Linked DNA regions of Rattus norvegicus: regions 2 and 3 are each linked to region 1. Evidence: chromatin contacts called from public Hi-C data. All regions are on one chromosome and are shown on one strand. The core of a region is the stretch at or near the end of the contact, and the rest is flanking DNA. Distances in the headings are between cores, read along the strand shown. Region 1 holds the start of Nudt4 (nudix hydrolase 4). Region 2 has its middle 150 kb from the start of Nudt4. Region 3 has its middle 190 kb from the start of Eea1.

The links. A called contact is a pair of places that touch in the nucleus more often than the background predicts.
Region 2: a contact with region 1 is called in a Hi-C map of the A7r5 cell line, with 4 times the contacts expected there. The contact joins the enhancer-like site here to the promoter of Nudt4 in region 1. A contact is called at or near these places in 8 of 12 Hi-C or Micro-C datasets (the A7r5 cell line, the Rat2 cell line, Schwann cells and 5 more).
Region 3: a Hi-C map of kidney shows a contact between it and region 1, with 4 times the contacts expected there. The contact joins the enhancer-like site here to the promoter of Nudt4 in region 1. A contact is called at or near these places in 6 of 12 Hi-C or Micro-C datasets (the A7r5 cell line, Schwann cells, frontal cortex and 2 more).

What each region holds. Positions count from the first base shown.
Region 1 is chr7:32,089,617-32,093,339 of GRCr8, reverse strand. Nudt4 (nudix hydrolase 4) reads left to right here and starts at 1,849. Exons shown (of 5, transcript NM_053598.3): 1 at 1,849-2,342. The coding sequence starts at 2,247.
Region 2 is chr7:32,239,954-32,243,908 of GRCr8, reverse strand. No RefSeq gene overlaps it. Among named protein-coding and RNA genes, the nearest start is that of Nudt4, 150 kb to the right of the region's middle. Within about 2 kb of position 1,643, at least 19 of the 93 cell types and tissues checked have an H3K27ac peak or open chromatin away from gene starts, as enhancers often do. A contact at or near this core is called in the A7r5 cell line, Schwann cells and liver, where this site is marked.
Region 3 is chr7:32,296,118-32,299,875 of GRCr8, reverse strand. No RefSeq gene overlaps it. Among named protein-coding and RNA genes, the nearest start is that of Eea1, 190 kb to the left of the region's middle. Within about 2 kb of position 2,370, at least 6 of the 93 cell types and tissues checked have an H3K27ac peak or open chromatin away from gene starts, as enhancers often do. A contact at or near this core is called in kidney and liver, where this site is marked.

The DNA.
Region 1 (3,723 bases), core at 600-3,099:
GGCTACAGGAGACCCTATCTCAAAACAAAACATGATTAAAAAAAAAAAAAAAACACTTTATCAACAGGACTCAAATTATCTAAAAACAGCACTTGTGTATCAGTCCTACTGGAATTCCTGGGTAAATGTATGTTTGTAAACCCTGGACTTCAAGTGGCTTCAGTAAGAACAGCTTGGAAAGTGTCTCTGTACAGACTTGATTTCTAATTGTGGTGAAGCTTCATTCCTTAAACCGCCTATTCAACATTAACTCATTCTCCAAACTTGCCTCTTCTAGGCTCTGGGGTAAAACAAGCACGACAGTTTCAAATCAAAGGAGTGACGTAGCTCACCAAGGCAGCCCTGCTCTCAGTGAAGCCTCACAGGGCTTGCGGTATAAGCTTCCGGTTCCCTCTACAGCCGCATTGCCATGTTTCATTGCTAAGAGCTCTGCACCCTCCCTCTCTGCCTCCCTGACCTTTGCATAAACTCCAGTTCTGGGCTCCTGAGAGTTCAGCTCTTTGTCTTCTCGGCTCCTCCCCTTGCTGCCTTAGCTTCCTACGAAGCTTACTTCTTTCTCCTCTGGTCAAAGATCTCTGGAACCCACTACTCCCACATCAGTTTAATGGGTCATCCTGTGATTGGTCACTATTTCTCTGTTCTTAGGTTCTTATTCTGAGGGCAGGGTCTGACCGGTTTTGTAAGATGCCTGGCACATCGGAGGCCTTCCAGGAATGAAAAACAAACGGATGTGGCTGTCTAAACAGTTTTGTGGGAAGCGGAGCTCCAGTGGGTTGGTTAGGAGTTGGGGTTTTGAAATAGGGTCTCATGTAGACCTGTGTAGTCTCACCAATTCCAAATACATTGGGGAATGACCTTGAATTCCTAATCCTTCTGGTTTTGCCTCTCAAGTGCTGGAGTTACATACCTGGGATTCCACACCTGATTTGGATTAGGAGTTTTCTTGAATTCCAGTGATGTCAGGTCTCCTACCTTCTATCTTGGCCCTCAATGGCACTGAAACATGGGGAGTTGTTCCAAGTGCCTAAGACTGTAAGCTTCCAGACAACAAAAATACCATTGATTTACTGCTGTGGCCTTACTTAGAATGAGATATACACAGAATAACAGCCATAACCCGTGTGCCTGAATGCACTCTGGAGGGTGAACCGAGATGGGGAGGGGGGGATGCTACAAACACAGACAATTGTCTATAGTACATTTCAAAGCTTGAGCTGACTTTTTTTTTTTTTTTTCTTTTTTTTCGGAGCTGGGGACCGAACCCAGGGCCTTGAGCTCGCTAGGCAAGCGCTCTACCGCTGAGCTAAATCCCCAACCCTTGAGCTGACTCTTGAAGAGCACATAAAGGCACCCTCATCGAAGGAGGGAATAGGGGAAGAGGAGAAGGAAGGGGAGAGGAGAGAGAGAACTCAATGAACTTAACCATCCTAGCCTTCGCTAGCGGCGCTAACCGCGAAGCTTCCGTAGTCATGCAATGGCTCCGGGAACCCTGGCTCCAGGCCCCATACTGGGGGCCCGTCCCTAAAGGGAACTCTATCGAACAACTAAAACGGAGGGCCAGGAAGTCTCGGATCGCTTCCCTTCTGTGGCCTTGTACAAAGCACGCCCCAACCCCCTCCAAGGCGACTCGGCTCGAGCACTGGCCGGAGGGCAGGGCAGAGCTGGTAGAGCCCTAGACTTAGGTCTCAAGCCCCGCCCCCGAGCAGGCCGAAGCCGCACCCCTAGCTCCCCACCCCACCCCCTCCCGGCAACGGTCCTGGCACGCAGGCGTAATGGCGCGCGCAAAAGAGCGCGCGCACGCGCGCGCGCGGGAGCCCAGCTTAAATGCGGGCGAAGGGGGCGGCGCGCATCCTTGGCGTCTCTGCCCGGTTTGCGCCGCCGCTTCCAACTGTCTCCGCGTGGCACGAGCCACGAGCCGCGCTCTTCCCCCGGCGGCGGCGGTGGCGGCGGCGGCGGCGGGTGCAAGCAAAGAGTGGCTGCAAGCGGCTGCGGGCTCCATGGAGAGCGGCGGGCGCCCGAGCAGAGGCGGCGCTACCACCGCTGCGCCCGGACTGCAGTGACCCGCGTTCCGCCCCGCGTCCCGGCGGCCGCCCGGCCTCGCCGTCCGTGTCCGCGCCGCCGCCGCCTCCCGTCCCACCGGCTCCGGAGCACCGCGACTTCGTTCGGTCCGACTCCCCGGCGGGGTGGCGGCGGCCGGGTCCCCACGGTGGCGGCCGGAGCAGCGGCTGCAGGAGCCCGGCTCTAGGATGAAGTTCAAGCCCAACCAGACGCGGACATACGACCGCGAGGGCTTCAAGAAGCGGGCGGCCTGCCTGTGCTTCCGCAGCGAGCAGGAGGACGAGGTAAGCGCGGGGACAAAGGCTGGCGGCCGGGCTCCATCCCGCAGCCCCCTGCATCCCCCCGGTCTGCGGGTCACCGGCAACCCTCACGCCCGGAGCTGGAGACCGGTCGCTGGGCTCGCCCATTAGATCGCAGGCTGTTGGTTTAATTACGTTAGATACCTCTTTTTTGGCAAAGCGGCCTCCGCTTTTAAAGTTTCTCTGACGACCGAAAGATGGCCAGCGAGAGATGGAATGAGGCCAAAAAGGACAAGATAGGCCAGAAACCGGGGCAAAGTCGCTCTTTTCGGCCCGGCGATCTCTCGCTCTTCTGGTTTCTCAAGACTGTTCTGCGGTGTGACTTGACATCTGGGAAGGAGCGGCGTGTAATTTTACCCTCCCCACCGCATTGGTTTGATAGGGGCCTTTGGAGTATTCTCTGGGAGGGCCTATTATGTTTAATTTCAGTTATATTCGGTTTTTAAATGATTGATTTTTTTTTTAATCTTGCTCTGGATAGTTAAGTCACTTGGTAGCTGGGGGAAATCTTGTAGCGCTGCCACACCTAAAATGAACTGATAGAGGAAAAAGTTGTCGTTCTGAGTTCTGCTTCTATACCCGTGCCCAGAAGAGCACAAGATGTAAAGCCGGAGATGGGAATTTAATGGCTTCCTTATTGCAAGGCCCAGTAGTTAGCTATGACAGCATACACTCAGTGGTTGTTAACAAAAAAAACCGCGTGCTAGAAAGTTATGATCTTTAAACCGCTCTTGCATTATATTTATTTTTTTTTTAAGAAACAAACAGTTCAGGTTGTTTTGAAACCTTTTAAGTGTTAAACCCGAATCCTGAAGGAACTTCCAGAGAAAGAAAGGTCTTTGAAGCGGTTCTACTTAGAAGAGAACGAAATATAAGGGCTTTTTTAAAAGTGCACAAAGGGAGAAAAGCCAGTAAGCCTTAAATTCAGTCTCTCGAGGGAGGGGTCGGGGGACTCTTTGAAGGAGGCACCGTTCTAGGGCCAGACAAACTAAACATAAAAGCGCGTAGTAGCGAATAGTGACCAAGGATCCTGTCTGACCTGTTCACCGCTCTGTCGGATTTTTACATCGTTGAGCGTTTACAATGAGTTAGGTGCAGCCAGGGGAGGGTTATATTTAATCCTTTTAGCACTTGGGGTAGTACTGGTCAGCCCTGTTTTCTAGGTGAGACGACAGCTTTGAGCAGAAGTACTTTTGTCCAGGATGATAGAATTAGGAAGCCGTCCTTGTAGGGATCTAGTTCCTACTACAGAAAGCTGGCCTCTTGGTAAAGGGGCTCTGCTCAGCAGTCAGATGCCCTGTATTTTGTGAGGCTAAATTTAAAGGCCTTTGTAAGTTACCTTTGGAATTGTGCCATAACATACAGT
Region 2 (3,955 bases), core at 394-2,893, 150 kb before region 1:
TGAGGTCCTCTTTCTCCACGTTGGCACTTTTGCTCTCTGATGGCTCCCAGCTCCCAGGGGCAATCCAGTCAGGCCTCCACTGCAATTACCTGCCAAATTCAACTCTTCCTCTACCCCAACAGGCTTCTCCCTTACCCCCATCCAAAGAATCCCACTACTAAAACCTCCTGGGTGAAAACCGCTGTGCGATTCCATGATAGTCATCTCTAAAGTCACCCTGAGTGAGTCACCGGTTGTTCTAAATAAATGGACGCCCATCCCGGAGGGGGTGGGGGTGAGTCCCACACATACAGCACGGCTGTCCGACAATGTCAGGGGCTTAAATGGAATGCACATCAAGATATAATTGTACTGGCTTGCTCTGTCACACGGCCCACTAAGTGACGTAGAAAACATGGACAATGTCACGGTCTGATGACTGTTTAGCATTATCGGTGCGGAGAAAGGAGAAACCAACTTTCCACATCTGGAAATAATCACAGCTCCAGCCCTCATTATCATTGTTGGCTGCTCTGAGAGTCACAGCCAAGCCATTTTGTTCCTCCGCAATCACGGAGCAGCCAATGCAGGCAGACCTGCTTGTGGGCACCATGATAAAGTGGATCAAAGCGAGACCACTGCATGACTTATTTTGTCTATGCCCAGACAAAAGACAAACGGGATCCCTGTAACCCTAAAACACCCTTAGCACAGGGTCACCTGCATTGCTGGTGCCATCCAGTGTAGAGCAAAGCCCCAGCTTCTCCTCAGATCTTCCCACCAAAGCCCACTATTAGAACAGGTCCTTTCTAACACTGCTGCTGAGCCAGCGTCCCCATGATGTCCCCTTGATCAACAAGGAACGGATCCATCTTGTTTGATTATCAGTTTGTTCCCAGAGGCCCTGGGGAAGACCTATATCGTGAGGAGCTGTGGGAGGCTAAGCTGTTGCCCCTGCAGAGGAGCCCTAAGAGGATGGTGGGACTTTTCCAGGGCAAAGCAGGGTCAGACAGAAGTCATTCTGGACAAAGGGAGCAGTGAGAGCTGGGTGGGGATCAATAGGGAGAATGAGGAGTCTTTGTGAGTGGGGGCGGGGTGGACGGAGAGGGAGCTCACTAAATGCGGAGATCCTTGGAGATAAATTGCATCCTACAGGAGGTCACAGGAACCGTCGAGAGGAGCTGTAAACTTAAAATGTGCTTGAAGAATCCCGGGCTGGCCCAAATTCTATTTCTCTTAATCCTGTTCTTTCCGGGGGGCGGGCAGGGGGAGGCACTTGCCGTATTTACACCACTACTCCACACTTTGTGTTTCCCAACCTGAAGTTGAGGGTCAGACAGCCCCCAAATCCCTTTCTCTGGGATACCATGAATTCCCAGAAGACATTGTGCCTCCCAGCTCCCAGACCTTGGTAACTGGCATTCCGCACATAATTCCTCTCTGCTCCTCGGGGTCGAAGCGCGTCAGTTAGTCATTTCCTCTCCGGTTATAGTTTGTAACAGAAGAAGAGCTTTACCACATGTCCCTAGCCCGATGAGCCTTCCAGATGTCCGGTCGGGCAGGCCAATGTCTTCACGCTTCCTCTCAGGAAAGGATGGCTGTGACTTCAGGGAGTCTCATTGTGGAGCTTCGCCTGCTCCTGTATGTGTGTGGGCTCCCCCTCCTATGCTGACACCCTTCCCTAGGAAGTTACAGCTGAGTCCTCCAGACAGTGGGACTCCTCCTGCTCTGTGGACTTAAGTCTCGCTTATACTACAAACCTTCCCACCGCTGTGAATCCGAGCTTGCCCCGCCCCATTTCCCCAAGCCCTTATCTGCAGTATCTGCGTTTGTGTTTTCTTGTCTTGCCAAATGTTTTTTTTTTTTTTTTTTTTTTTTGTTTTTGTTTTTGTGAGCATCCTCAGAGCTCTGCTACGTCTCTTGAGGATGCTGAAGAAGAAGACTACAGTGTCCCGGTTCTTATAACTGTCACCTCAGAGCCACCCTAAGCTGCTCTGTCAGAGAATGTTGTGAACATTTATGGAGTCCCAGTTTTAGGCTTCTACCTCCTAGCGGCACCAATAAACCACCGTTTAGTCTGCGCCTTTAAACACACGTAGTATCACGATTTTTTACACCTCATACATATTCACACTCCACGTTTTGAGCTCCTGCCTATTGACATACACAAAGCCATTAGAAAAGTGCTAGTTAGGGGCTAGAGAGATGGCTCAGCGGTTAAGGGCACTGACTGTTCTTCCCCAGGTCCTGAGTTCAAATCCCAGCAACCACATGGTGGCTCACAACCATCTGTAATGAGATCTGATGCCTTCTTCTGGTGTGTCTGAAGACAGCTATAGTGTACTTACACATAAAATAAATAAATATTAAAACCCCCCCAAAAAAGAAAAGTGCTAGTTAGTACCATAAAAATATCAGCTGCCTTGTTTGCATTATTATTAACGTATGGATTTAGATAATTTCTTGTAATTGCTTTATGGTGATCTATTACTGATCTTACTATATTTTATTTACTCCAAAATTGGTGGACATTGAGGTTGCTTCCAACTTTCTATAATCACAGTTACTACCTCTAAAAAATTCTTGACTATATTATATTCATTTGTCTGAGAGTTGCTATGAAAGGTTTTTGTTTGTTTTGTTTTGTTGAGAGATGTCTTGGTTGGCTGTGAGAATAAGTTTATATTTTCTGGCTGCTATCTACTTGCTGGCTAGTAAGACACAGAAATCCTGAGTTTTCTACAAGATTTGACAAACTGCATGGATCTCTAAAGATTCGTCGATGCTGAGTGATAATCTTGGCTTAACTTGCAGCTTTAAAAATGCCGCTGTTGTTTACTGACGAGTCAGACTGGCTTCCCCTTTCCTGGGCATTGCCTACTGGCTCCTAACGTTTTCTGGAGTCATGGCTGTTTGAGGATGTCCCTCAGGAAAACGCACAGTGTTTCAGCATCACTCTCAATATGAGCATCAGAAGGCTTCAGAGAACCCTGGTAATCATCGGCGGTCACTGTCTGCACATAGGTTCTCCGGCTTCTATTCTATTTTGGTTTTAGAATATCTGTTTGATCATATCCACCCCAAACCCCACACATCTCCCGAGCACCTTCATGTAGTTTTAGGTTAATGAGTCCAGGAGATATTGAATGGTCTAGTTGGCTTGACCTTGTGCAGAACTTGTACAGATAATCATGGCTACAATGTGTCCGTGTGCACAAATATAGACCTTGGGTACACTCCTGCCCATTCCCCAGCTCTATTAAGACATCCACGCACCTCGGTGGGAAGAGGGGTTCACACAGATGTCCCATTTAAGGCTGAGCCCTCGTCAGTCAGGTCCCGACCTTTAACCAGCCCTGAGCTTCTGTGGAAACTGCTGCCCACTACAGAAAGAGATTTGTCTGTACGTAGGTGGACTCTTCAGTTTTTTTTTTTAACCCATATAAGAAATTCCGGGGGGGCTGGGGATTTAGCTCAGTGGTAGAGCGCTTACCTAGGAAGCGCAAGGCCCTGGGTTCGGTCCCCAGCTCCGAAAAAAAGAACCAAAAAAAAAAAAAAAAAGAAAAGAAAAAGAAAAAAAAGAAATTCCGGGGATTCCGAGGTCCCCACCTCCAGAGACTGTGACGAGGAGGTCTCCATGGTAACTGAGTTTTGGTGTGGGTCATCATTTTCAGAAGTGTCTGGCTTCTCTGGAAGAACTCCTGTTCTGCTTTCTAAAGCTTCCTTTTTCTCTATAGCTATGAAGTAGAGGATAAAATCACAACTTTAATACATGAAAATTTTACTCGCCTCCAAATTAAGGCTGCAGCCATTTAGTTCCAGGGTCACTGTGGAAGGGTAGATTTACAGTGTCTTGGTTTGGATGTGAACGAGACAATCCATGCTTAGAATCAAGTGTGAAACAAAGAAAAATAAAGAAAGATACAAGAAGAAGAGGAGGAGGAGGAAGACAGGGGGTGAGGAAATTCTAAGCCAT
Region 3 (3,758 bases), core at 1,121-3,620, 210 kb before region 1:
TTTCTATCTCCTCTTCCCAGTCATTGGCTGTTCAGAATTCTATTAACCAATCAGAGATAACTGGGGAGGATTCTCTACAATATTCATGGCAATGCCCGTGCCCGGATGGTAACTAGTTCGCAGGGCACAGAGATTTTCTCGATGTCGGAATAAATAATACCAGACTCCTTTCCCAGCAAAAGGGTTGGAACTTTTGGTGATAACTGGACCAGTAATGATCATCAGATGAGTAGGGAGGAAGGAGTGTTTGGTGCAAATTTGTAGAAGCCCAAAGCAGCAGCAAAGGTCTAGAACAGACCGCAGCAGAGTACGCACTAACCATCAAATCTGGACCCTTGCTGTTTTTATAAATAAAGTTTTATTTGGACACATCTCTACGCAGTCATTTACATTTTGTTTATGGCACCTTCCCCATGATAACAAGAGCACTGAGAAGCTGCACAACAGAGAGTTTTATGCTATAGAACAAGTGTGGTCCGTGGCTTCACAGAAAGCCTCTGCCCACCCATTGCCCACAGGGATGGAAAAACAAGATGTGTGTGCCACTGTAGGAAAGTCCAAACAGCTAGGACTCTGTGGTGCAACATGAGACAGAGAGGTGAACCTGACCAAACCCTGGGCCAATCTAAGGCTGTTGGCCTCGTTCCCTCTGGAAATGGATATGACAGCAGTTTGACATTTATCTCTGTCAGTCGGGTGTCCGCGAGAGACGCAAAATTGTGACAGATGAGCTCTCCAAACCCCGTAGCCTCACAGAGCCCTTGCTCTAATAGACACGAAGGGGCCCAATGCTTATTATATCTTGCTCTACCGTGGGGAAATAGGACTTGGCACACAGGGGCTCAGTCAGTCCTTCCTGAATAGAGTGGAACCAGTACCTGTGACACCCCTCGTTTCCAGCTTCTTACTAAACGGCATTGAGATTCAGGCAACAGCAGGTTAATGGTGAACTACAAGCCCAAGAGAAATCCCCGCCCTTCAATTCTCATGCCAGTATCATCAAATACCGGTCATGGGCCAAACCTGTTTATGCCGTGCCCTATGGCCTAATGGGAGGCGGGAAGGACAAGAGGCAAGCTCTGCTAATAACAGTCATAAACGTAGTATCGCTCAGATCTGTGAGGAGTCTGTGGTAGAGCTTGAATCGCCTTTCCCCTCCCGTATAACTATTCACTTCTAATTTTATCTCCGCCAAAGGAAAAAAAAAAAAAAAAACCAAAATCAAACCACACTGAGAGAGTGTGACTTTCCCAAGGTCACTGAGCAAACCTGAACAGCGTTTTTAAAAGTTGAGAAAAATGCTCAATGTGTCCTTCAAACACAGGTCTGTTTTCAGCCCGAGGTGGGCTGGGCTCACGACTCTTAAACACGGATCACATAGAGAAGACCCAGGCACACAGGCTGTGCCAGATGCTTGTCTTTAAGAGTCAAGAATTGTCCCTGCACATTAGATTTCAACAACTGTCACCAAAACCTGTCACAATCAGAACCTCTTTGAAGGTCTAGCTTTAAGAAGTGGAATGGTCTAGAATAGAGTTCTACTATTTCTGGTCACTCTTCTCTCTCTCTCTCTCTCTCTCTCTCTCTCCCCCCTCACCCTCCCTCCCTCCCTCTCCCTCCTTCCCCCTCCCTCCTTCCCCCTCCCTCACCCTCCCTCCCTCCTTCTCTCTCCCTCCCTCTCCCTCCCTCCCTCCCTCCTTCTGTCCCTCCCTCCTTCCCTCCCTCTCTCTCCACGCCCCCTCATATTCTTCTATGGCTAGCATAGCTACAGCTTCTGGTTGCTGGTGTCCTCCTTTTATCCTACAGAATTGTTAGTAAAACCCTATTTTACTCCTAAAAGCAAAAACAAAAATCCCATAAATTAATTATATAGTCCTCTGGCTCTGACCAATAGGGAGAGTTATTTGGGCTGTATCCAGCCTTCCTCTCCTCAAGAGTTCCTAGCACAGACACTTTAGTTTCATACACCAAAGCATCTTAAACTCACAAGTGACCCTAACTCCTAGAGCTCTCAAGAAACTCCTCTGAGGGGCGCCCCAGCCGTACACAAACATTCCTGGTTGGCTTTTGATACTTCACCCATCTAACACTGGGTTCCAGGCTGTTAGCAAATGCTTCCTTGCCCACATCAAACTGAGCCTCTGGTATCTTCTGTATGCTGATCCTGGTGTTCTTCTTAAGAAGCTGAGGAAACACTGGGGGTGTAGCTCGAAGAAAGAGCACAGGGCTTAGCATGTGCCAAGCTCTAGATTCAGCCCCACAATTGCCCGAGGAAGAAACGGAGGTCGAAAGGTCAATGCCTCCCCCTCTGAGTCTGAGAGAATCCAGGAAGTCTGCTTTCTCCTGCCCAACCTTGCCCAGCATCAGCAACAACCTGTAAGAGTGGTGACTTTAGACTCAGACATGCCGGGCACTCCCTCCGTAGCTGACCTTTGGCAACGTGTTCGCTAATTTCACTTTCCTTGTCCATAAATTTTAAACAAGCATTAACTATTTGAGGTCGGCGGTGCCGGTTAAACAGCCTGCATCTGCTCACCCTCCCTTTCTTACTAACCAAGGAACTCATGTGAACACTCCTGGATTACCGGCTGGCCATGGTCAGGCAGGGAGGTGTGGACGTGAGTCGCAAGTCCAGGAACCATGGAGGCTTTAAGAAAGCTTGTTAGAAGGCGGATATTCAGTCTGAATTTACCTCGTTAGTTTTCCACTTCGCCTTTTCCCCAGTCCCTACTTGGTGCTTAGACGTTTCTGGCAACACATGAAATAAAATAGCCTGTGGCAAACGTGACAAAGAAATTCTTCTGTGAAAGGCTACTGAGGGCAGCAAGCGGCCAAAACTCACACTGAAGTACTTCCTATGAAGTATTTTAAGCCACAAAAATGGGGTCTCTGCTACTTACAGTCCAACCATGTTAAATGACACACAGGAGAGTGCTGTAGGAACAACAACAACAAAAAAAAAAAAAAAATGAGATTACTGCTGTGCCCAGCACAGACCCAAGGCACTGTGCATGGTTGCTATGATCACTATGTGATGTTGAAACTTTTTAATAACTGACATGGACTTTGGCAGCAAAATGTGTTCTCCTGGTCTCAGATAGACCTGCTGCAGACATGAGGATGCTCACGCTTAAGAAGCAAAGAAACACCTCCACACCAACACGCTGTTCGTAATGGCTAGATTGGTGTTCACCGACAGATCATTGGAGAAAGAACAGGTGGTATAGGTGGTGGAGTGTTACTCATCCGTGAAGAAGAAGGAAATCGTGTTGTTTGCATGAGAACCGATAGAACAGGAGAACATGGTGCTAAGTGAAAGAAGCCAGAGTTACAAACGAGTATTGAGTGCTTTGTCTCATTTGTGGAATCTGGAGGGGATAAAGTAGAAACAAAGGTGAAATGGAGAATACTACTTGTATTCTCTTAAACATGTGTGTGTGTGTATGTGTGTGTGCGTTCACACACACATACACACACACACACACACACACACACACACACACACACACACACATACACGCACTCCATTTGCAGATGTTTGGACAAGTGCGTTTCTGTTCATAGCTAATAAAACCAGTCTGTCAAGGCACAAGCTCCAAGCAGCTCAGAGATGAAATTCCACCTGGCTGACAAGCCAGAAAGCAAGCTGTCTCCTGCTGTGAACGCCCTGTCTGATGTCCCTTCTGGACAGAGGACCCACCCATGTTGTACAGTGTATTTCCTAGAAAAGCAGCCTTCCCCAAATGACAAAAAGAGAC